Linked DNA regions of Mus musculus: all the other regions are linked to region 1. Evidence: chromatin contacts called from public HiChIP or PLAC-seq and promoter capture Hi-C data. All regions are on one chromosome and are shown on one strand. The core of a region is the stretch at or near the end of the contact, and the rest is flanking DNA. Distances in the headings are between cores, read along the strand shown.

The links. Promoter capture Hi-C pulls out the DNA fragments that hold promoters and counts their contacts. HiChIP or PLAC-seq counts read pairs in DNA pulled down with a chosen protein or histone mark. Capture Hi-C pulls out chosen DNA fragments and counts their contacts.
Region 2: a contact with region 1 is called in an H3K4me3 HiChIP or PLAC-seq map of pro-B cells, with 6 times the contacts expected there. The contact joins the promoter of 3830408C21Rik here to the promoter of Depdc1b in region 1. A contact is called at or near these places in 1 of 39 promoter capture datasets (embryonic stem cells), 1 of 484 Hi-C or Micro-C datasets (CD4 T cells), 4 of 115 datasets of contacts at active chromatin or transcription factors (astrocytes, fibro-adipogenic progenitors, large pre-B cells and 1 more) and 2 of 9 other capture datasets (adipose tissue and embryonic stem cells).
Region 3: a contact with region 1 is called in a promoter capture Hi-C map of liver, with 4 times the contacts expected there. The contact joins the promoter of Dimt1 here to the promoter of Depdc1b in region 1. A contact is called at or near these places in 4 of 39 promoter capture datasets (embryonic stem cells, liver and pre-B cells), 2 of 484 Hi-C or Micro-C datasets (nephron progenitors and regulatory T cells), 2 of 115 datasets of contacts at active chromatin or transcription factors (astrocytes and large pre-B cells) and 2 of 9 other capture datasets (adipose tissue and liver).
Region 4: a contact with region 1 is called in an H3K4me3 HiChIP or PLAC-seq map of the 230-238 cell line, with 9 read pairs. The contact joins the enhancer-like site here to the promoter of Depdc1b in region 1. A contact is called at or near these places in 5 of 484 Hi-C or Micro-C datasets (B cells, cerebellum, cortical neurons and 2 more), 4 of 115 datasets of contacts at active chromatin or transcription factors (the 230-238 cell line, astrocytes, embryonic forebrain and 1 more) and 1 of 9 other capture datasets (liver).
Region 5: a promoter capture Hi-C map of pre-B cells shows a contact between it and region 1, with 7 times the contacts expected there. The contact joins the enhancer-like site here to the promoter of Depdc1b in region 1. A contact is called at or near these places in 5 of 39 promoter capture datasets (embryonic stem cells, hippocampal neurons, liver and 1 more), 3 of 115 datasets of contacts at active chromatin or transcription factors (astrocytes, embryonic stem cells and large pre-B cells) and 2 of 9 other capture datasets (embryonic stem cells and liver).

The regions. Positions count from the first base shown.
Region 1 is chr13:108,315,009-108,317,708 of GRCm38.p6, reverse strand. Depdc1b (DEP domain containing 1B) reads right to left here and starts at 1,372. Exons shown (of 11, transcript NM_178683.4): 1 at 1,240-1,372. The coding sequence starts at 1,287.
Region 2 is chr13:107,021,201-107,023,900 of GRCm38.p6, reverse strand. 3830408C21Rik (RIKEN cDNA 3830408C21 gene) reads right to left here and starts at 1,331. Exons shown (of 4, transcript NR_015471.1): 1 at 1-1,331. Kif2a (kinesin family member 2A) reads left to right here and starts at 1,546. Exons shown (of 21, transcript NM_001374727.1): 1 at 1,546-1,889. The coding sequence starts at 1,826.
Region 3 is chr13:106,945,782-106,948,481 of GRCm38.p6, reverse strand. Dimt1 (DIM1 dimethyladenosine transferase 1-like (S. cerevisiae)) reads right to left here and starts at 1,353. Exons shown (of 12, transcript NM_025447.4): 1 at 1,199-1,353; 2 at 823-896. The coding sequence starts at 1,277.
Region 4 is chr13:107,100,526-107,103,225 of GRCm38.p6, reverse strand. The region is part of intron 4 of Gm31452 (a long non-coding RNA gene); the gene reads right to left. Among named protein-coding and RNA genes, the nearest start is that of Gm41051, 20 kb to the left of the region's middle. Within about 2 kb of position 1,450, at least 105 of the 459 cell types and tissues checked have an H3K27ac peak or open chromatin away from gene starts, as enhancers often do. A contact at or near this core is called in the 230-238 cell line, where this site is marked.
Region 5 is chr13:109,545,282-109,547,981 of GRCm38.p6, reverse strand. All of the region lies in intron 3 of Pde4d (phosphodiesterase 4D, cAMP specific), which reads right to left. Among named protein-coding and RNA genes, the nearest start is that of Gm32703, 110 kb to the right of the region's middle. Within about 2 kb of position 1,356, at least 68 of the 459 cell types and tissues checked have an H3K27ac peak or open chromatin away from gene starts, as enhancers often do. A contact at or near this core is called in pre-B cells, where this site is marked.

The DNA of each region.
Region 1 (2,700 bases), core at 123-2,622:
AATGTCATGATACCATGAGCCCACTTTATGAAGAATCTGAGCAAACCTGTCAAAACTTGGTTCAACCAACACTGAAGACCAGGGTACCACGTGACACCACCCAGTGCCAGTCAAATCACCAGATAGTGACACATGAATGATTTCCATTGGAAGAACCGCTGACATGAGTCCAGCCCAGACCAATGACCCTATGCAAATATGTGTTGTTTTCAGCCAAATGAAACAAGACCACAGACCCTAAAATCTTAGGGGAAACTTTACATGTGCCATGTGATCTTTTGTGTGAAGATTCATAATCTTTATTTGATTCTCCACGCGTCCCATAAGTCTAATAAAACAAAGGTCTAGCAGCCTGAAACCTAACTTCCCATCTGTAGAAGGTGGCTTGACTCCGCAGAACACAGACTACCTGGCTCTGGAAAGAAAGAAAACTACATCTCTAGCATATGAGTCTAAAACATGAGTTTGGATATTCATCCCCACCTTTTCCAGAGTAGAGAGCAGGTGAGACTTTATTGCAAGGCAATGCAGCTATGAGTCTTCACAGACAAAACTCAAAGTCCTCTAAAACCTTCTGTCTATTCCATTGTCCTAATCCGTTTGAGGGAGAAGTCAGTAAAAGTACTTCCTCCTAGAAATAAGTTTCTGAGTGGCAAAACTTGTTTCCACAAGAAAGACCCTTACCCTGGTGCATCAGCAAAGCTTTTAGATCACCTATCAGAGCTGATCCGCTACTTGAAGTAGGTGCTGACAACTGAAACTCCGGGGGCAGGAACCTTAGAGGGGCAATCCACCTCCGTGCAGTGCACCGTTACAAAGAACACTTGTCAAGTGTCAACAGTGTCACTCAGGAAGGAGTCACGCCCTGCCTGGAGCACCGCAGTCCGCAAGAGCTACCCCCATAGGTGGTCCTATGGCTCCACCCACGGTCGATCTTGCCCTGGAAGCTAGAGTAGGTCCCTAGGACAAAGGGGAACGCGATCGCCTGAGGTTCGGTTCCCCGTTAAGGCTGAAGGCGCCGTCCAAAGCCGAGCATCCAACTACCGGCGGCAGAAGTAGTTCATGCCACCTTGGTAGGGCTGACTCCGGGCCTCGTCTGCCCGCTGTGGGACAGAGTGTGCAGCAGCGACCGGAGCAGGCACACGACCACCAGCACCGGCAACCCCCGAGCGACTGCACACTGCCCGAGTCTTGGCGGTGACAGCGGCGCGGGGTCGGCTCGGCCCCACTCTCACTCACCAGCCTGGTGGCCCGGTACGGCCCGGGTCCCACTACGCGGTGCTCCATTGCCAACGCGCAGCAGTCGCGGGGCAACGCCGGCGGGGACTCCAGACGGAGCTCGCCGCGCCGCAGTTTGAATCACAAGCCCGGAGCTTCGGGGCGCTGATTGGACGTTGCGAGGGCACGTGACAGGAACTGTGTGGTGGGCGGGGCTGTTTGTGTCCTGGATTTCACTACCCGGGGTTGCGCCTCCAGCACCTAGGAGGAAAGAACACTTTCTCCTCGCCAATGGGCGCTCGGATGCTTGCGGACATGACTGATCGCGCCGCGTACCGCCGGCACACAGTGGATGGCGCTGCCCAAAACCTACCGGGACTGTCCCTGCCGCGAGTCCACTCGGAACACCAGCTCTGCAGCCTCGGAGCCCAGTGAGCCAAACCTAGCTGGAACCCGATAGATAATTCCTGTCAGCACCCAGGGCAGAGAATCCGGAGGTTAGCAAAGAGGAAGAAGTGGGTGGTGAAAGGAAGCGAGTTGACTTGACAGCTGTCCAAGGGGAAGGACATTTCTAAAGCAGATAAAGGCAACCTGCCATAAGGAGTGTAGAAAGAGCGATAAGGAGAGGCATGGTCAGCGTCTGCTGTGTTCCCTTGATAAATAAAGTACAGTAATCTTTCTCCTCCTTGAACTTAGGTTTTGTATTTAGGAATCTGACAGAAATTGTCAGTCCTTTGTGGGGTTGATGAATTCGTCTTCTCTGCACTGAATCACCTACACATCTCCTGCCCGTGGGAATTGCTGGTCCAACTTGCAACTGTTGAAAGAGACAAATGACTTCACTTTATACTATATGCCTTTAGCTCGGTGACAATGAATCTATGTCTGGACTCCTCCGTGAAGACTGCTGAACAACTCCACCTTGATCATAGAAGGTGATAGGCAATAGACATATTAGACAGTGATTAATTCAATAGCTAGTGATTAATTCAGACCCTCAAAACTGGTGAAAGTCCTGAGAATAAATAGGGCTGAGCATGGGACACTGGTATGAACACCCGTAAGATGCTGTCTTCCGAACATAATATGGTTGACCTGGCTGTTCATTCATGAATTCACAGCAAGACCTACACACGATGGAGCCTGTCAATCAATATTCTAGCATACCAGGGCAGGAAGGGCGTATGAGCCAGTAGTGAGGAGATTATTGGAAATGAATGGCTGCTGAGAGATGCCATCTATTTTCTTCCAGTAAAGAGCCTAACACCCATGCTCATGTTTGGAACCCTAATTAAACTCAGTGAGTCACTGTCTTAATCAGGGTTTCTATTCCTGCACAAACATCATGACCAAGAAGCAAGTTGGGGAGGAAAAGGTTTATTCAGCTTACACTTCCATACTGCTGTTCATCACCAGGGAAGTCAGGACTGGAACTCAAGCAGGTCAGAAAACAGGAGCTGATGCAGAGGCCATGGAGGGATG
Region 2 (2,700 bases), core at 82-2,581, 1.3 Mb after region 1:
GGCTAGCAGTTTAGCTCACTTGGTAGAACACTTGCTTGTTGGTGTTGTAGTTGCCTCTCTTTCTGGGATAAAGCACCATGACCAAGACAACCGACAAAACAAAAGTGTTTCACTGTGCTTATGGTTTCCTAGGTTTGAAGTCCATGATGGTGGAACAAAGGCATGCTGGCCTCAACACCTGAGCGCTCACCTCTTGATGCACAAGTAAGAGGTCTAGAAAGCTAACTCTAAATGGTGTCTTTTGAAACCTCAGCGCCTGATCCTAGTGAAACCCTTTCTCTAATAAGGGCACATTTCCTAATCCTTCCCAAACAGTTCCAACAATGGGGACAAAGTATTCAAGCACATGAACCATTCTCATCCACAATGCTCTCATCACGTACAAAGTCCTGGATTCTATCCCCAGTACCACATAAACTAGAAGTGATGGCTCACACCAGTAAGGCATTCAAGATTATCCTCACTACATAGCATGGTTAAGGCCAGCTTAGGTCAAATGACACCCTATCTAAAAAAAAAAAAAAAAAAAAGTAAATAACAAGTGAAAAATGTAGGGAGGTGAGAGGAAGATTTAAATAATCAGGGGGAAGGAGAAGAGATCATATTATCCTAGATCATGGGGGAAGATGAAGAAACCAAGATGCAGGAATGGGCAGGCAGGGAGTAACTGAGGAGAGTAGTAAGTCATTCTACAAAGAATTTACGACAAAGCTGGTGGAGGTTACACTTCAGTTTACACGCTTGTCTACCTGGCCCCCTCTGCTTGGCACTCTCCATGTTGCTGTAGTCAGCTCAGCCACATGACTGCAGAAGAGGCTCATTATTCAACGTTCTTCAAGTCTCTGCTCTGATTTTGAGTCATAGCTGCTGGAGTTAGAGACTAGGGCAAGTAAGCCTTGAGCTCTACTGAAGCAATAGGATAGCAGGACAGGCCCGCTGGTAGCCCAGGAGGGCTTCGCTTTGAATTGCAATGAGCTGGGAAGTAAAGGGCAAGGGGAGGTCTTCGTTCCTACTCAGGGTGGACGACACCCTTTCGACCCTCCATAATTGATGGGAAGCCTGAACCAGGCATGCCCCGGCCTTAATAAGGTTCCTCAAGGACCGGCTGCCCCGGAGTGGCATGCGATCTGACAGCCACAGAAATGCACTGAGCCAGTTCTTTAATCGGTCAGTGCCCCTCAGTCCCGCGCCCCGAAAGCCTCGATCCCACTCGGCCCTCAACCCGTTCCTGCGGCAGCGTGCACGCGGAGCGGGAGCTCTGGAAGGACGTCGCGAGTCGTTTCCCGCGCCTCGTAGGCCGCCGCGTGCGGAATCAAACCCGGCGCGGGTTCGTACCCGGCCGGGCCGCGCGCGCTCCCGTTCCCGTTCCCGTTCCCGCGGACGGCTCAGCCCCGCCCGCCGCCAGGCCGCAGCCGAGCTGGGCGGGGCCGCCTGCAGCCCGAGCGCGCGGGCGCACGGCAGGAAGCCGCGGGCCGCCGGGTGTGCGCAGGCGCGCGGCGCCCCGCCTCTCCAGCGTCCGTAGGGGCGGGCGGCGCGAGCCCTCCCACTCTTCCCCCGCGCCGCCTCACGGCTGCGGCCCTCGCTTCACCCGGACGCCCGGCGTGCGCGCCCGCCCGCCCGCCCGCCCGTCCGCCCGCCCGTCCGCCCGTCCGCCCGCAGGCCCGGGGCTTCAGCCCGCTCGTCCGCCGCCGCTCTCGCCGCGGCCCCGCTCGCGTCCACGCTGCCTCCCGGACCGGCGCGGACGCGGGCCACCGCTGCCCCTCCCGCCGCCACCCCGCCCCCTCCCCGCCTGTTTCGCCCGCCTGCCGCCGCTCCGGATGAGGTGATGGCAACGGCCAACTTCGGCAAGATCCAGATCGGGATTTACGTGGAGATCAAGCGCAGCGATGGTGAGCCGCGCCTCTGGCCGCGTCGGGCCGGCTGCCCCTTTGATTGCTCTACGGGTTGTGGGGGCGGGAAGGCGGCGGCCCGGCGCTTTTGTGTGCGGCGTTGTGCGGGTGAGGCGGGCGTGGGGTCCGCCCGGGCGCCGCTGCAGTGCGGGGCCCCGGCCGCAGGGCGGGAGCCGCTCCCGGGTTCGCGGTCCTCTCCCCCCAGGGGACTCCGTTAGGGTTGCCCGTGCCTCGCGCTGCCTCTACTCTGCCTTTTACCGGTCTCTGCCTCGGTGGCGTGGAAAGGGTGGTAGCGTGAAGATCGGGGATGTCGGCACCGAGAGACCCGACTGGCAGCCAGAGGCCATTGGGGAGCCATCCGGTTGTTGTTAAGTGCTATCCGGTTGTCAGGCCTCTTTGCCTGTTCTCCCCCAAGCATGCTGCTTTCTTCTGCTGATCCAAGTGCAGAGAAGGCTGCACTCGGCCATGAAAAGGGGTGGGGGAGTAACGGGAAAGAAATACTCGGTACGCTTCACCAAGGTGATGCTACTGAAAGGGAAGGAGAGGATGGAGAGAGGATGGACGCAGTCCACGGGAGACACTCCTGAGAGGGTGGGCGACCGGATGTTGATATTTTCACACCCTGGGGAGGTAACTGAGAGAAGTGTAAGGCGAGGGGAAGAGACATGTTTAATTCATTTAAAAAAAAAGACCCATAGGCTGCTTATGGATGTTGCTGTAGGTTCCTCGTAGGGGGGAAATATTTTTATCACTTCTAAGTGTAAAGTGAAAATCATCCATATTGTAAATGAAATAACTGAGTAGAAGGGGA
Region 3 (2,700 bases), core at 104-2,603, 1.4 Mb after region 1:
ACAAAAGCAAGAGCAATCGGTTCTACTGGTGGGTTCCTGCTTTCTACATTGGCAATAATTCCAGCAAACTGTAACTAATTGTAACTTCCAAAGAGTTCAAATGGGAAAGAGTGCATTCAAATGGAAAAGATTTCTCAATTCTTAACCACTGTACAGTTTTAAGAATATAGTAACCATACAAAACGTTACCAGTGTGCATATGCTTATGAGTAGAATATTCGGTGAGACTGGAGAACTATACTCTATGGCTCCAGGATGCTCCCTGTACCGTCTGTATTTTACCTCCAGGCCCTCAATCCTCCATAAGCACAGCACAGTAACCCATACAGAAGGAATCCTCCAAACAGTTCATATGCAGTACCATATCTTTTCCTGAGGAACAAACTCAGTGTGATTTGGACGTAAATTTACGGTCTGGAATAAAAAGAGTAACGATGATGTACTTAGAAAGTGATCAAAATGATACACGCTTGCAAAGTGGAGTTCAAGGCTGGCTTTGACACACACCATGTTTGAGGCCACCCTGAATTACATGAGACCCAGTTCCAAAAACAAGATGGAGCCTCCAAAAAGTGGAAATAATCTGGAAATCACTGGGCAATTCTCAACCCATCCAACATATACATACAGAGCAACTATTCTGTCAGGCACCCTATCTTGGTTTATATTTTCTTAGTATGTAGGCTGCGGTCGAGCATATCACCCTGCCTCAGCTTCCCCAAATGCTGGGATAATTATGGGCATGCAACTTAGGCATACAGGCATTAAGTAGTCAGAAAAATACAATCCACAAACGCTCTGCCTTTCATCGTTAACACCCACCTTATCGATGATGCTGTTAACAATTAGAGGATTTTTCAAAATGTGTTGTCCGATCCCTGTGTTGAACATGAGTCCTGAAATAAAACACGAAGCAGCCTTAATTTCCCAACTTTTCAAGAACCGATCTCAGGCCGTCCCAGAGAAGCAGGATGGACCCGGGACGGTTTCTGCTCCAATGCATCCACAAGCGCCGCGCTCCCGGCCGGGGTTGGGATGTATCTTTGAGTCCATCCATCCCTCCTGCTGGCAAGGAAGACCAGGCGCGCGCGGGGAAGGGTCAGCGCTGAGCGCCCACCCTCCTCGGGGCGGCTAGAGGCGCAGGCCACCGTAGGGCTCCCCCGCCGCGGGTCAGTCCCAAGCATCCTCCACACCGCACCTCCAGCTCGCTTCAGCTCCCGGCGCTGCTCCTGACGATCCCGCCGGCGGCTACTCGCTGCGGACTTGGCCTTCGGCATCTTCTCGGAGGAGTCCCTGTGCCAAGCGAAAGCAGCCGGGAACCGCGTGGAAGTCGCCCTCAGTCGCCGTCACGACTAGGCGCCCGAGAGGCCCACTTCCCCGCCCACTGCGATCACCGACCCACCCAGTCAGCGGCAGGCCGGAGCCCAGTGGCTGCTGGGAATTGTAGTCTCTTATGGGCTCCTCCCGCGGCAAGGCGGACTCGAGCCCAGTGGCTGCTGAGATTGTAGTTTCTGTCTGGTGAGCTCCTCCGGAGGCAAGGCTGGCTCCAGCGGGTTAGCCACCGGATTTTAGAGTTTTAGCTGGAGCAACAACTTCCCCAAGAGCCCGATTTCCCAGAGGAAACCGCGCCGCTCAGGCAGGCAGTTAGGATTGGTTGGGTCTCGGCAAATTGGGTGCTTCATTTGGCACTGCCCTGGGACATTCTGATATCTGCGGAAAGATCTCTCGTGTCTCTCCTGTTTCCCTGCAGGTTGTGGGCTGAGAAGCCTAGGCTCGATGGACACGGAGCTTGGTGGTTTAGGGTAACATGTCTCTCCGTTGTGGAAAGCAGTTAGATTAGAATTAGCTCTCGTTCCAACACGGCACTTACTGGTTACTTCTCTATGCTTTTTGTTCATTTTCTCGTCGTTTTGCTGAGTTCCAGCACTGGAATGTCATAGTTAAAATATGCTGCTCTCAATGTTTATTTATTGAAAGATAAAGGCTATAACAATTTCAAAACCCTGTAAATGGGATTGATTACAGGTATGTGTTGGATATTGTAATGGGATTATACGCCGGGCTGTAACATACAGAATAAAAGATTCATGGCTGTTTTTCTTGCCAGTGTAATGTTTCGGTTTTAATTTTTCTGTTTGTGCGCTGAAGAAAGTCTTTGCAATCAACCACCAAAGGCTACTGCTAAGAACCTGTTCCGTAGCCTAGGTTTTTGTTTGTTTGTTTTGGTTTTTGGTTTGTTTTGTTTTTCAAGACCGGGTTTCTCTGTATAGCCCTGGCTGTCCTTGGAACTCACTTTGTAGACCAGGCTGGCCTCGAACTCAGAAATCTGCCTGCCTCTGCCTCCCAAGTGCTGGGATTAAAGGCGTGCGCCACCACCGCCCGGCTTTTTTTTTTTTTTTTTTTTTTCTCGTAGCCTAGGTTTTAGTCCTTCCTTTCTTTGCTGTAATTCGAGCACAGGGAAAGTTCTAAAATATCCTAATATAATCTTTTATTTATAGTCGACTATTATGGGGTTCCCACCAAGGAGCACTTGAACACTGCCTATGAGCCAATGGAAAGCCTTTCTTCCAGCCGCAGGTGACTACAGCTGGGTATTCCGGACCCAAGTTCATTCATCTCTGAGCCTGGAAAGCCCTCAAGGTTCCCATCCCGCAGTTGCAAGCTAACTACAGTTACAAAAGCCAAAATACGCGATTAGCA
Region 4 (2,700 bases), core at 201-2,700, 1.2 Mb after region 1:
CGCACAGGGTCCATCTGGGCAGGTATGCGCCTGCTCTTGTAGCGCCACACCCATAGGGAAGCAGCTTTGAATGTGAGGGCCACACCCACAGTCTACACTCTTTAGCCTCTGCCTTCCTCCCTACCAATTCAGCTGCTCCCTCCACTTATTTTGTTTCATTTTGCTTTTAATGTTTCCCAACACTGATTCCCCACTATTCTATGTAGCTGAGGATGACTTTAAACTTCTGTCTCTGTCTCCCAAATGCAGGGATGCCATCCATGCTCGGGCACACCAGCTTGCTTGCTTGCTTGCTTGCTTGCTTGCTTGCTTGCTTGCTTGCTACTTTGATTCTGGACTTTTCTGAGTTTCTCTTGTTGGCTGCTGTCTCTGACACATCTGGCTGTCATCCATGAGTGGTCTAACCTCCTGGGCAGATACCCATTATTAGATCTATTTTAAATATGATTGCCTTAGGCCAAGTGACAAATTCCTAATCAGTCGCTCACAGTCAGTTATCGGGATCAGGTGACAGAAGGCCTGCCACTGGGCTCCAGAGGTAAAATCTGCGCATGTCCACTACCGCATCAGTCACAACAGAGTGCAAGTTTTTCTTCACAGTCTAGTTCCCTGCAGGACACTAACCCTAAGACCGGTAATGGCATCTTCCTCTTCACACCTCCAGCACAAAGCTGGTGCCGGGTAGGCTCTCAGTATAGCTCTGTCAAAGTTAATTGAGCCGACAGTAAAAGCAGACAGCCAAATTTGAATCGCAGGGATGATATTTCTCTGCTGCTCAATGAGTGCAAATTACTTGACCTTTCTGAACTTTCTCCTCCTATGTAGGAAGGTCTTTATTGCACGCCACAGAAATCCACTGTTACAGATTTCTTCTCAGATAACAAAAGATAAATGCACTTAATTTACAATATAAAAACCTTCATGATAAATATTAAATAAGACATCGGCATACATGTCGCCTCTCTGGCTGTACCTCTGCCATGTGTTGTAACTATGTGCAAATATGTGTTCCTTCCCATCAGAGGGTCCCAAAGAACGGGATCTGGGCTTCCCTAACTTCTGTATCCTTGTCTCCTCCTACGCTAAAGCTCTGCACAAATTAATAGTGTGAAAGGTCAGCAGATTCAGGTACCGCTTGTACTTAAAATCTTCACATTAGGGTTTTTTGTTGTTGTGTTTTACAAATCAAACACTGGTCGCATGAAGCATCATGCATACATTAAATTCAAATCTATCTATCTTCGACAATTCAGAATGCTGAACAGTTTCTCAGAGCAAATGAAATCGAGGCTCATGGGGATCCAGTCTTTCAGTGTGTGTCTCCATCTACTGTATTTACAGGAGAGTTGCTCCCTCTCAGAGTGACTTTCCTCAGCTTCTCTCTGCGGACAGTCAAGCCGCAGCCCTGGGATACGAGTGCATGTCCTCAGCAGCCACTAGGGGGCAGGCTAGCGTCTCTTGCAGAGTACTTACCCCCAAGGGCAAGTGAGTCTAGAGGAAACAGTAAATACACCAGTTGTGACCGCGTTGTTTCCAAATGGAAAAATACACGCGGGCATGTCCAGATTCTCATTTCGTATTCCTTTCGCTGGATATGTGATCCTTCGGCTCAGCTTACCTCTTGTTTTCTATTTCCTCCTTCCAAGTCTTTCTCCTACGGGTTGCAACAAATGAGCCTTTTTTCCCTTTGAGAGGCTTAACCCACAAAAACAAATCAGGAGGTGACACAAACACTGCATAATTTAGTTAGTGAAGGTTTGATGGCTGAGGTTTCATTTGGGTTTCTCTTAGAATAAAGCCTGATTTTTCTCAAGTTTTTCATGTATTAAACAGCTAGTCAAGATGAAGGGGAGACAGAGATTCAAAGAAACAAAATAAAAACAAACAAACAATGAGCGGGAAAGGGATGGGAGGTCTGTTATAGAGGGAGATCAGAGAATAAACAACTGCTGAAAGATAGCTTCAGAAAAGAAGTTGACCTGAGGGTCCTATTGGTCCATGCCAAGATATCAGCACCAGACAGACAGCTGTCTGCTGCTGGCTGGAACTTCCGCAATTGTGACAGCTGCTTCCTCATCTGGAATGAAAGTGATTTGGACTAGATAATCTTCTAACTCAAAAGTGGGTCTGTGCCAAACGAGGGAAAGCATGGGGTGGGTGTATAAGAAAAACTCTGGGAGACTCTGAGAACAAACAAACCGAGTGCAAAGCCAGAATTATCTACCAGAACACCTGCTTGCAGACACAGTATGTCCTCCCAGATAGAGCTCCGCCCCTACCTTGCCCCTGACCTTCCATCTACTACTGCAAGCCCAGGGGAGGTGGAAGGCCTCTGAGCCCCAGGAACTACGGAACAACGGGACTGGTGTAAGAGAACTGGTGTGGGCTGAGACTCTGAAGGAGACATTTTCAACCCTAAATGACAAACTACTAGCATTCTAACAAGAACTTGCTCTATCCTGGCTAGGGGAATATACACCCCTGGGGACTGGGTCGATCTTCTGTCCTGGGTGGTTTGAGCTGAGCTGCAGGTGTCCCTGTGAACATTATATGACATTTAGGAAAAGCCAGTATCTTTTGATCTTGCCTGCACTGTTGCAATTATACTAATTTCATAGCACCCTAATAGTCAACCAGGCTGTGGTTTCAAAGCTAATACTGTTCTCTAACATCATGATAACCGATTAATTACTATTTACC
Region 5 (2,700 bases), core at 107-2,606, 1.2 Mb before region 1:
GGAATGGCCAACAGATTTCGGTTTAACTTGAGAACCACACCACCAGAGGGAGCCCATGCTCTATACGACCTGATAGCTAGGACCCAGAGAGAGACTGGAGAGCCCAGAGCGCTAAGGCTGAGCCACAGTACTGAGGGAAAAAAATCCTAAAGATATTCTGCTATCCTCCTAGATCTAGCGACTTGTCCAGTCATTCTCAAAGAGTCCATCTTCAATGGGCCAGCAGATGGGAGAAGCTTTAGAGACCCCCACTCAGACATTATGTGGAGAACCTAACTGGAGGTTCCCATAGGGTCCTTCTCCTAGGAGCTCTGAAAACCCCGTGGAAGAGCAAAAAAACAAAAAAACAAAAAAACAAAAAAACAACAACAAAAAAAACAAAAAAAAACAAACAAAAAAACAAAAAACAACAACAAAAAAAAACAAAAACAAAAAAAAACAAAAACAAAACAAAAACAAAAACAAAAAAAAAAACAAAACAAAAAAAAACCAAAAAAACCCAAGAGATTATAGAGTGAGAGAGGATGGAGGACACCAGGAGAACACGGGCCACTGAATCAGCTAAGCAAGGGCTCACATACATGGGCTCATAGAGACCTAAGTGACAAGCCCAAGGCCTGCGTGGGTCGGCACCAGGTCCTCTGCATATATGTGATGGCTCCGTGTTTTTGTGGGGCTTCCAACGGTGGCAGTGGGTGTGTCTCTGACTCTAATGCCTGTTCCTGAGCCTCTTCCTCCTACTAGGTTGCCTTGTCTGGCTTGGATTCGAGGGCCTTTGCCTTTCCTTACTGTGTATCTTGTTTTGCCCTGTCTGACCGTCATCTCTTAGAGGCCTGCTCTTTTCTCAAGAGGAAACTGAGCGGGTGTGGATCTGAGGGAGAGGGGAGGTGGTGAGGTCGCTGGGAAGCGTGGAGGGAGGGCAACTGTGGTCTGATGTATGAGTGAAGAATCTATTTTCAAAAAAGGAAAAGGAAAAGTAGTTTATAGAACTATATGAAATTTAATGTTACCTATAAGGATATCCTCTTGAAGTAATGTGTTATACTATGAAGTAAAATGTAACTTTAAAATACGGCCGTAACACTGGCAAACTGTGAACTGACCTCAATGTTAATATTTATGGTCATTAGTGGTGAGGTGGAAATGCCTTTATGTCTTTTACTTGCAGGTGAAGCTGCAGAGTCATTTTTAAAAACGAGTTTTCTAAGTGTCTATTTTGGTATATTAGCATCCATTTTCTGTCCCTCCAGTGAGTACAGAACTGTGAAGATTAAATCAAAAGGGCTAACAGGGTTGGTCTGGAGCACGGAGACATGGGGCGAAGGGTAGGAGGAAGCCGAACCTCACGCTGATTTTTTTTTTTTTAAAGCATCTGTCGTTTAGAAACTGAAAGCAGAGATGAAATATTAACCGACACAGGGCGCACGGCGGCATAAATAACTCGAAAGGCTTCTGCAAATCCCGAGGATCACGGAAAGGCTCACACCTTTCCACACCCCTTCAAATCCTATTCATTTCCCCGTCCCCTTCCAACCGCACTGCTGACAACAGCTCCGAAGCGCATCATCCCAAAGGAGGGAGGCTAAAAAGTCTTCCGGGGAGGTGGCGAGCAAGCCAGGCTAGGTGTGTCCTCTCTGGCCTGCAGCATATGGAGTGTTATATTTTTATTTTCTTTAGCTGTGAAGTGGTGAAATAAAATCCACCTGGCTGAGCACCCAGAAGCAATGGCTCTGTAAAAAAACATTTATAGCATTGATTCCCCCCCCCCCCTTTTTTTTAATTTTTAGGTTTTCAAGAAAGTATACTTTGCCACGAGGATGATATCCTCATGGAGACAAGGAGTGGGGAGGAGGAATGAGATGTGGAACAGTTGGAGGGTGGATGGTGGCAGTGGGGGGAGGGAGATAAAATCTGGAGTGTAAAAAATAAATAAATAAAAGACAAAAAATAAAAGAAAGTATACTTCTTCATTTCATATTACAGTGCTCAAAAAAATGTTTGTCGTAAGACTGTGTCTTTTAGAAATGTCAGACAGGCTATACCCACAAAGTCTAATCAACATGGTTGTCTAAAACAAGACCTGAACAACCATGACACCTATGGAAATCCTAATTTGAAAAGGGCAACTAAGGGTCTCGATAGTAGATAAAGAACTGAGAACGATATGATTAGGAGAAATGGTCCTCCCAGAAACAGTCCTCCCAGGGAAATGTTCCTTCACTGATTATCCAATGCTATGTGGTCAGCCTTGAGATCCTATGCACATGATAGGTAATGTTAGACAGATTGAGAAGGGTGTACTTATATTTTATAAGAATATATAAACTATGTGTGTATATATATATATATATATATATATATATATATATATATAACAACTATCAAAGGAAAAGAAGCCATTAATTTGAAAGAGAGAGCAAGAAGGATTTATTCTATAGGAGAGGTTGGTGAGAGGAAGTGGGGAGAATCATGCAATTGAATTATAACTTCCAAAAATGAAAGTTTCAAAACAACCAAAACTATCCACCATCAGTAAATATAACAAAAATTCCCTGTCATAGGGAAGCCAGAAAACACATGGTAGCAAGATACAGGTGTGGGAGGAGCAAGCCCCAGGAATTTAAAAAAAAATGTGTTTTCCAAAAGAGAAATTAAGTTTTCCTTTAATTCCATACATCCAGACACAGTCTTTGAAAACAC